2 separate regions of the Mus musculus genome follow, and region 1 is linked to region 2. A link is a contact called in public HiChIP or PLAC-seq data. All regions are on one chromosome and are shown on one strand. Each heading gives the region's core, a stretch centred on a gene start, on an enhancer-like site or on the middle of the called end of the contact. The rest is flanking DNA. Distances are from core to core; before and after follow the strand shown. Region 1 has its middle 82 kb from the start of Gm42034. Region 2 has its middle 4.1 kb from the start of Mir8110.

What was found. HiChIP or PLAC-seq counts read pairs in DNA pulled down with a chosen protein or histone mark.
Region 1: a contact with region 2 is called in an H3K27ac HiChIP or PLAC-seq map of heart atrium, with 4 times the contacts expected there. The contact joins two enhancer-like sites. A contact is called at or near these places in 4 of 39 promoter capture datasets (cranial neural crest, embryonic stem cells, frontonasal cranial neural crest and 1 more), 5 of 484 Hi-C or Micro-C datasets (embryonic stem cells, gonadal supporting cells, liver and 1 more) and 4 of 115 datasets of contacts at active chromatin or transcription factors (astrocytes, embryonic forebrain, embryonic stem cells and 1 more).

What each region holds. Positions count from the first base shown.
Region 1 is chr8:88,920,212-88,924,380 of GRCm38.p6, forward strand. No RefSeq gene overlaps it. Among named protein-coding and RNA genes, the nearest start is that of Gm42034, 82 kb to the left of the region's middle. Within about 2 kb of position 2,335, at least 10 of the 459 cell types and tissues checked have an H3K27ac peak or open chromatin away from gene starts, as enhancers often do. A contact at or near this core is called in heart atrium, where this site is marked.
Region 2 is chr8:89,018,718-89,022,637 of GRCm38.p6, forward strand. No RefSeq gene overlaps it. Among named protein-coding and RNA genes, the nearest start is that of Mir8110, 4.1 kb to the right of the region's middle. RefSeq lists a cis regulatory region at 1-110. Within about 2 kb of position 2,639, at least 41 of the 459 cell types and tissues checked have an H3K27ac peak or open chromatin away from gene starts, as enhancers often do. A contact at or near this core is called in heart atrium, where this site is marked.

The sequences.
Region 1 (4,169 bases), core at 1,085-3,584, 99 kb before region 2:
CACACCACTGCCAGAGCCATTATACCCAGAAAGCCGTGTCATCTGCTCTTTTGAAATAACAATGGCCCTTTTCCAGATGTAAAGCGAGACCAGAAAAGTCCAGTAGGGTAATCAGAAAGATAAAAAACATCTCCACCACTCACCACATGCCAACCCTAGCATTTAAGTGACTTAGACGCCATTAGGAAGGAAGACACAGCATTATTTTATATGTTTCTAGAAAGAAAAACACTGCCAATTAATTGGAAGTTGGCATTGATTGTGTTGGATGCGAGCAAACAGGCATTTTCGAATCAATGAAATATACTAAGCACAGTGCAGACAAAAGGCTAGACACTACGTGCAGTGTCTATGGGCTTCATAGAATACCGAGGCAGGTTGCCTCATCTTATACACAGTGAGACAGAGAAATTTAATGGAGTGGACATAGAGCTTCTCTTGTCTTGTTCACAGGGACAAGGTAAGGAGGAAAGAAAGCTATGGGGTCCTGAGACTTGACAGCTGTCACCTCCGCAAAGCCCACATTTCCATATCGTGTTTCAGTCAGCAGAGAAGAGTGTATGGTGATGTAACAAATAGCACCGGATTCTCAAACATAAATCAACACAGATTTACTTTTTGTTTAAACCACATGTGTACTGAATCCATTTAAGTCACCGAGACATCTAAGGAATCAATTGTCACCCTCATGCCACCACTCAGCACTTTAGAAGAGAAAGGCATAGCCAAGAAGACCCAATTTTACTTCTTCCTTCCCCGTTGAGAGTAGCAGTAGAGTGAGTACCAAGGAATAATATGTCACTTCCTCTAAATAAGTCATTGGCTACCGTTAGTCATGTGGTCCCACTCACTCATAAGGTGTAGGAAATGCAATCCTGTCTGAACGCCAGGGGGGTGAAAACCAGAAATGTTTGTTGAGAGTACTGATAAGTACCAATATATCCAAAAGCTATTGGTAGCATTTATCGTAGGCATGAATGGGGGAAATGAGCTGAACTGACACCTTTTTCAAAAGAGGAAGAAATGTCCAAAAGACATTCAACATCTTTAGCCATGAGAAGGATGCAGGCTAAAGCCACACCGAGACTCCTTCTCACCTCAGTGAGAACAGCCATCAGCAAGACAACGATGAAGGGGTAAAGGGTCTCTATATACTGTTGGTGGGAATGCGAATTGGTCTAGCCTGTAGAAATCGTCATGGGGGTGTCTCAAGCAGCTGAAAATAGAGCTGCCCTGTCCTGGATCCAGGCTGAGGGATTCTCAGCTAGCACGCCACCGAGACAATCCTAGACACATCCAAGCAGGACTCTTCTCATATCCAGGGCATAGAAACAGCCCGGATGGTGCTCCACAGATGAGGGGATGGGGAGAAATGTGCTTCATGTAGATAATGGACCTCTGCTTGACTGTGAAGAGAGAAATCACATGGTTACAGGAAAATGGAGCACCATGTTAAGTGAAATAAGCCAGTCTATGGAGAACAAACAGTGTGTTTTCTCTCATATTGAAATCTAGATTAAAAAAAAAAACAACAAACCCATAAAACGTGAGAAAGCAGAACATACTACAAAGGAAGAAGAGGAACTAGAGGGCAGGGCATTGAGAGAGGGCAGTGGTGGGTATAAAATTGAAGTATATTCTATGAGTGCAGAAATGTTGCCATAAAACCTATTATTTTGTATAATTTATATGAAATATTTTTTTAAAAAATGAGCTTATAAGAAAGTCTCCTCCGATTTAGGGGTTCAGCCAGGCTTTGACAGGTGACTTTATGTACTCCAGTTCCTCACACCCAGGGTCCACCCAGCTTCTCATAGGGCTCACAGCAAGATTAGCAGGGGTAAAGGACACGCAACCTTGTTGATGATGTCATGCTTTGGGGAAGCTCAGAACCTCAGTGAGGATCTGCTTGGTGGGGTTGAGACCTGCCGAGCCTCACCCACCCCCACCTCTGAGTCAGCCCTGCCTATCAGGAATTGATAAGGTGGTGGAAAAACTGAGACTGTGGTCAGAGCTTGGAACAGAGGCCTGGGGGAGCTGGGAGTTTTCCTAACACCACAGGAAAAGCCTGTCTTGCATCTCAGTGTCCTGTCTTGGCCTCGGATCCAGGAACTCGTGTGAATTTTCCACAAGCTGATTTGGACACATAAAAACTGATGGATGGATCTAAGTAGGTGGTGGCCACTGAGGCAGTGGCCACCCTTCCCTGACTGTGGCTCAGAGACACTGTGGGGCTGGAATGGCAGAGGGGGCTTTCATTTTCTTTACATGAACCTCATTGTCCCTCTTTCCTGCTGAGCTAAGATTCAGCCACTGGCGGTCGCCAGCCTTGCCCTGGCCCTGGACCACTCAGGGGTAAGAGTTGGATTGTGCTGGGTGATAGTGGTACACGCCTTCAGTTCCAGCACCCAGGAGGCAGAGGAAGGTGATCTCCATGAATTCGAGGCCAACCTGGTATACAGAGCAAGTTCCAACACAGCCAAGGATACACAGAGAAACCTGTCTTGAATAACAAAAAGCAAACAAACAAACAGAACAAAGAAAATTGGATTTTCAGCAAAGCAACGTTAGCTCACACTCCGATTGCTGTCATAGACTTTGGAGGAAAAGCAACAATATGAACATGAAGGTTAAGTTGAAACTGAAACACACGTGGAAAAGATGTTAGAATGGGACCTTAAAGAAGGGAGAAAGAATGGACCCCAGGTCACATTTCCCCAGCACCAGGGTAAGAGGCGTTTTCCCACCCTGCTCCAGCTTGAGAGTGGAAAGTTGTCATGTGCTTCTTGAGTCTCGCAACAGCGCAAGGTCAGCAGCCTGACTACACATTGTCCTCCCTGCTGGAGCAGTGCCAGGCTCAGCAAATATTTGCCTTGGCCCTCTGGAGACCAACCTACTTACACGGAGTAGAAATACAATGGGGGCCATGTTTATAGTTTGACCTGATGGGGGCTGCTCATGACCCAGGAGGGACTTGGGAACCTGAAGGAGACGTGCGCTGGGTTCCTGGGCAGTTTCATCCCCTCTGCTGCCTTGTCAGGGGCCTTTGGGCAGCTGATTTTATGTTTGTCTAAGTATAAGCCCTTCTTTTTGCTTCAAACCAGCAACCTGGGCCACTCCTACATCCAGGTTGTGACTCTTTCCTTCCCCTTCTCCAGCTTCTTTGCTGATGGCTTCTGTGGCCCTTCAGGCCTCATTGGACACACACACAGGAAGTTTGTAGCTGTTCCTTCCTCTCTTAGCCTTGGGATGGCTCAGTTGCCATGTCCACTGCCCCCCAATAAGGTACTGAATTCCAGGGGCAAGAGGCAGGAGTTCTACCTGCACAGACCACCTTTGTACCATCCTACCCCTGCTGGAATCTCAACCTCCAACACAGAGCCTGGTACATGGTCGGAATCAGGGAGATGGCTGAGTTAATGAATTCACAAGCAAATAGACTGTGCTGCCTCCTTCGTACAGAAACTCTCAGGGTGTAAGGTCCTCCTCGTGCACCCCACCACCCCCCTCCCTCTGCTCCTCTCCTTCCTTCTCTCCTCTGTTCTCTCCTTCATCCTCCTCCCATTGCTGTTGTCATCATCCATAGTCCTCCTCATTTTCCTCTTATTGTTTTTCACGTGGTTGTTCCTGTCATCCTCTTCATCCATCTCCTGGCTTCTAGTAGACAGTATGTATATTCCATGGCATCCCTCTCCCCTTAATAATCATGACTCACCCATCAGCTGGGTTGAGCATCTGCCCCATTCTATGCTCATACCACAGCCCAGAGTTAGCCCTGGAGTCAATGGACCAGATTCATTCTACACACCAAGTGTGCCATCTTTGGACAATTACTCTCTGTTCTTTTTTTTTCCTTTCCCTTGTATCTAAAATGTGGAGATTAACAGTGTCAGTTAACAGGAATTCCTGGTGAATAACCGAGAAAGGCATGGGAAATGTTTCCACCATCTCTGGCATGTTATAAATAACATGTAGTAGCTCCAATGACAGCGGTGCCACCTCATCCATGGTGCGGATCCTCCGCATCCACTCTGGTCCTGATGCAGAGCAGATGTGATGCAGTTGTCCATTCAAGTCACTCACTCACTCACTCACTAATTCCTCATGGAAGGGCAGTGACTTGCAGCCATCCACAAAAGCTCCCTCTGGGTAAATCCAGGGTTTCCAGA
Region 2 (3,920 bases), core at 1,389-3,888:
CCAGGTCTACAAGCCCAGAGGGGTCAAGACTTTCTGACAACAGAAGAAGTTGAGGCAGGCACAGAAAAGTACCCCCCCCCCCCCCGACCCCTCCGGAGGGTGTAGCTCTGCTTATGTGATTTCAGACTTTGAATTTCCAAGCTCCCAAGATAGCCCTTCTGCTGTTTCATCTACTACCAGGCTCAGGTGGGCAAGCTTGCCATCTCTGAAACACCCTGACGATGCTTTACTGAGATGAGGTCCTCCGAGATCAGGTCATGTCTCTAGAATGGGCTGCTAGAGGATACCTGTCACATCTGCTCTGGCAATGGCTGCCATCTTGCCCACTGTGGTCACACAGTCTTGAACTTGTAGCTCTTGGAATCACACACTAAATGAGTTTGATAATAGTGCTCCAACCCCACCACTTCCCAGTCTTTTGGCTGAGATCAAATGTCAGTGTACTGTGAGGGCTCGCCCCGTATCCTCACCCGCAAACACGGTATCGGTTTAGGGTATTCTGCTGGAGCAAGAGAAAACAGATCGGGATAGTTGTCTATCCTGCTGACCTCTTCAGGCCTGTCATATCCCCATAGTGCATCCTGGACAAGAGACCCAGTCACACTCCCAAGACTCCCCAAATGTCCTCAACTTGAGTGACTCCTCTAAGCACATCCTTTATTTCCAAGGAAGGTTCAATTTGAGAATGTGGGGATTGGGGTGATTGTTTTTACACAGAGCGGAGATAGCAGCGGCCCATGCCTGCCAATGTCCCCCCTTCTGGTGACAGCAACTTGTGATGACCAGAGGCTCACAGACTGAAAACACACAGAAAAAGAGGAGTGTGCACGTGCGTAAAAACCCCACACGTTTCTAGCTAGCTGAAGCATCATTTCCTGTGGAATTTATCTCCAGGTCTTAGTAAGGTTTTTTGAGAGTAGGTAATAGTTCTCACGTGTGAAAATCACCCCTGTACTCTGATGGAAGAGGCCAGAGTTAGGGGAAGAGCAGGTCTGTTTGAGTAGCCCTGGCTGGCCTGGAACCCGGGATCCTGCTGCCTTAGCTTCCAGCCTTCTGAGATTTCAAGTTTCCACCCCCACCCTTACCTGAATCTCTCCTCTTCCTGTCTCCAACATGAGTCATGTTCAGAGATGAAGTTTCTTTCCCAGACAGGTATTTAGAGAACAGATTCCTTCCCTGTGGGTCTGAGAGGCTCCCTCTGTAAGCATTCCCTGGATACTTATGGGCAAGTTGGAAAAGTGATCCTCAGAGGAGGAGTCACAACTCTGAGCCTCAGGTCTGGTCAAGGAGGGACAGGTAGCAGGTTGCTAAGGAAGCAGTGATGGGGGAAGAACATCTCAGTCACTAAGAACGCAACAGGTGGGCTCTGGAGTAAGGCACTCTGGGTTCATATTCTTGTTGCTTAGTGAATATGTGTCCTAAGGCGTTTAACATAACTTCTTTTTGCCTTATTCTCTGTACCCCCACCCCCAAATGGACTCTCCCGCTATACCTCATCTTGTGGGTATTGCAGGGGTTAAAAAGGTTAATTCAAATAAAGCATCTACAGCGGTGGGGGTGGGCGACACTGTGTTACTAAACACATCCTATGGAGCCAAGGTGACTTATTGTCAACGATGCTGAGAAATCACTTCCAAAACCAACGGCATCAAGCAGTCACCATTACTGCCAAAGGCTGTGGATAGGCTGTTGTCTCTCTCAGGTGTCTGTGGCTGGGGAGGCTTGGCTGTTCCAGGGTGGGCTTGGCTAGGGAAGTCTCTCCCCCAAGGAACTTTTTCCTTCTTTCTGAGGCCAGCTGGCATAGTGACAGCCAAGGCACAAGATCATATATAGAAACATGTAGTGTCCTAAGGCCCAGGCTTGGAACCAGCACACCACAACATCTACCTTCTCTCCTGGCCGAAGTGAGTTCTTTGATGAAACCTGGAGACTGTGTGGGCAAGCAGTGTGGTAAAGGGAAGGGTGGCAGAGAGGAAGGAAGGATATGCTGACTACCATGGTAACCCCTTTATGAAGGGGGATCCAGGATGAGATTCTATATTCAGACCCTGAGTCTTCGAGCTAACCTTGGTGTCCCACTTCTGTTCCCAGATTGGAAGGGTTAAATCTATGGAAAATAAAAAATCCAGGCTCTGGACAAACTCCTATCCAGTCAGACAAGTTTCTACTTAGTTCTGGAGATGAAGCAAGTGGACAGATGTGGTGCATGCCTGAGAACCTAGCTAGCATCCAGGAGGCCAATGCACAAATATTAGTTTGATACCAGCCTGAGCTACATTTCAGGAAAAAAAAAGGGGTGGGGGTGGGGTGGGGGGTGGGGAGCAAAAGCAACTGAAGTGACTGTTGCTGTGTTAGTCGTCTCCACTGGAGTCATCAGGCAACCTTCCCGTTGAGGGGTGTTTTCTTTTCTTCTGCCTTTCTTTTTACCATGCTGGGGATCTGAACCCAGGATCCCAGTGCAAGCAAGGCAAGTGCTCTACAGCAGCGTCAGCAGCCCAGTCCCCTGCTTCCCAGGAGCGGTTCCTAAGGACTCTTCCCAGGATGCCTTCTGAGGACTTGCTGGGTAAACCCCACACTAAGTACAGTGACTAAGGATGCTTAGAAATGGCAGGACTTGGACGGGATGTTATCTTAGTTACCCAAGAGCTGGGCCCAATTACCAATGGGGGAAGGGCCTTAAAGGGACAGTGTGCCTTGCTGTGTAATTAAGCTCTCTCACTCACAGTTTTTGTTTCCTCTTTTGCTTTCGACTGTGTTTAAGGAGCAATCCTCTTGACAACAGGATGCTTTTAAAACCCTCCAAGTAGAAGCGTCCTGGGCAAGGAGAAACACACACAGGGCAGTGTTGGGAGCCTGGCTGATGTTCTCCTTCCCCTGAGCAGGAGCAGAGGATAGAAAATTCTGCTTAGTGGATGAATGACCACAAGAGAATGGGGAATCTGAACCATCTACCTGTGCCTTGGTCACTGCTCTCTCCAATCACATTTCTGACTCCCAGACCCTTTTTTCTAATGTGACAGCTAAAAATCAGACAGAAAACCTTTTTTTTTTTGAGGGGGTGGGGCTTGTTGATGACATTCCTGCCTTTGTTTTGTTTTGTTTTGTTTTGTTTTGTTTTTTCTGTCCCAACAGGGTCTCCCTGTATAACACAGGGGTGGCTTGTAATTACTAATCCTCCTGTCTTGCCCTCTCAAGTTCTGGGACTGTAGGTGTGCATTATTACTGCCTGATGTTTTAAAACTGTTCTTGAAAGCAGGGTCTCACTCTGTAGCTGGTCAGGAACTTACAATGATGCTTCTGTCTCTGTCTTCTGAGTGTATGAATCACATGAGGCACACACCACCATGCTTGGTCCTTGAATCTTCTTGTACTAGCGACCACACTTACAGATGTGACCTAGGACACACATGCGCGCGTAGTGTCACAGATGGGACCAAAGCATTGGGAAATAGTGTCACATCTGAGCAGAATGCTGGTGAGGGTCTGATCCCTTCAAATGTGTGTGGTGCCTGGTAAGGAAGGAGGGATGCAGTCCCAGTAAAGCCTTCCCAGACCCACAGACTTCACCCATGTCCGCAGCAAGCTGCAGCTGTGTTGGAGAAAATGGAGAGGACGCAGCTGAGTGACACAGGTTATTTGATTTAGGGCATGCCACTGGCTTGTCAACCTCAGAGGTGTACCAATTTCTCTGGCGCAGGATTCCAAGACCACTGGGGAGAACTGAATAAGTACGGGTTCCCATTCCATTGGAAACGAATCCACCGAAGCTTTCAAAGAGAACTCACCTAGATTGCTGAGTAAGTAAGTAACTGGAGAGGCTCCAATAGCAGGAGTTTGTGACAGTGGCTGAAATCTGAATGAACGCAATGAGCTGATGACTATCTAACTTTGTACAGTGCAAGATGGGGAAACCAAGGCAC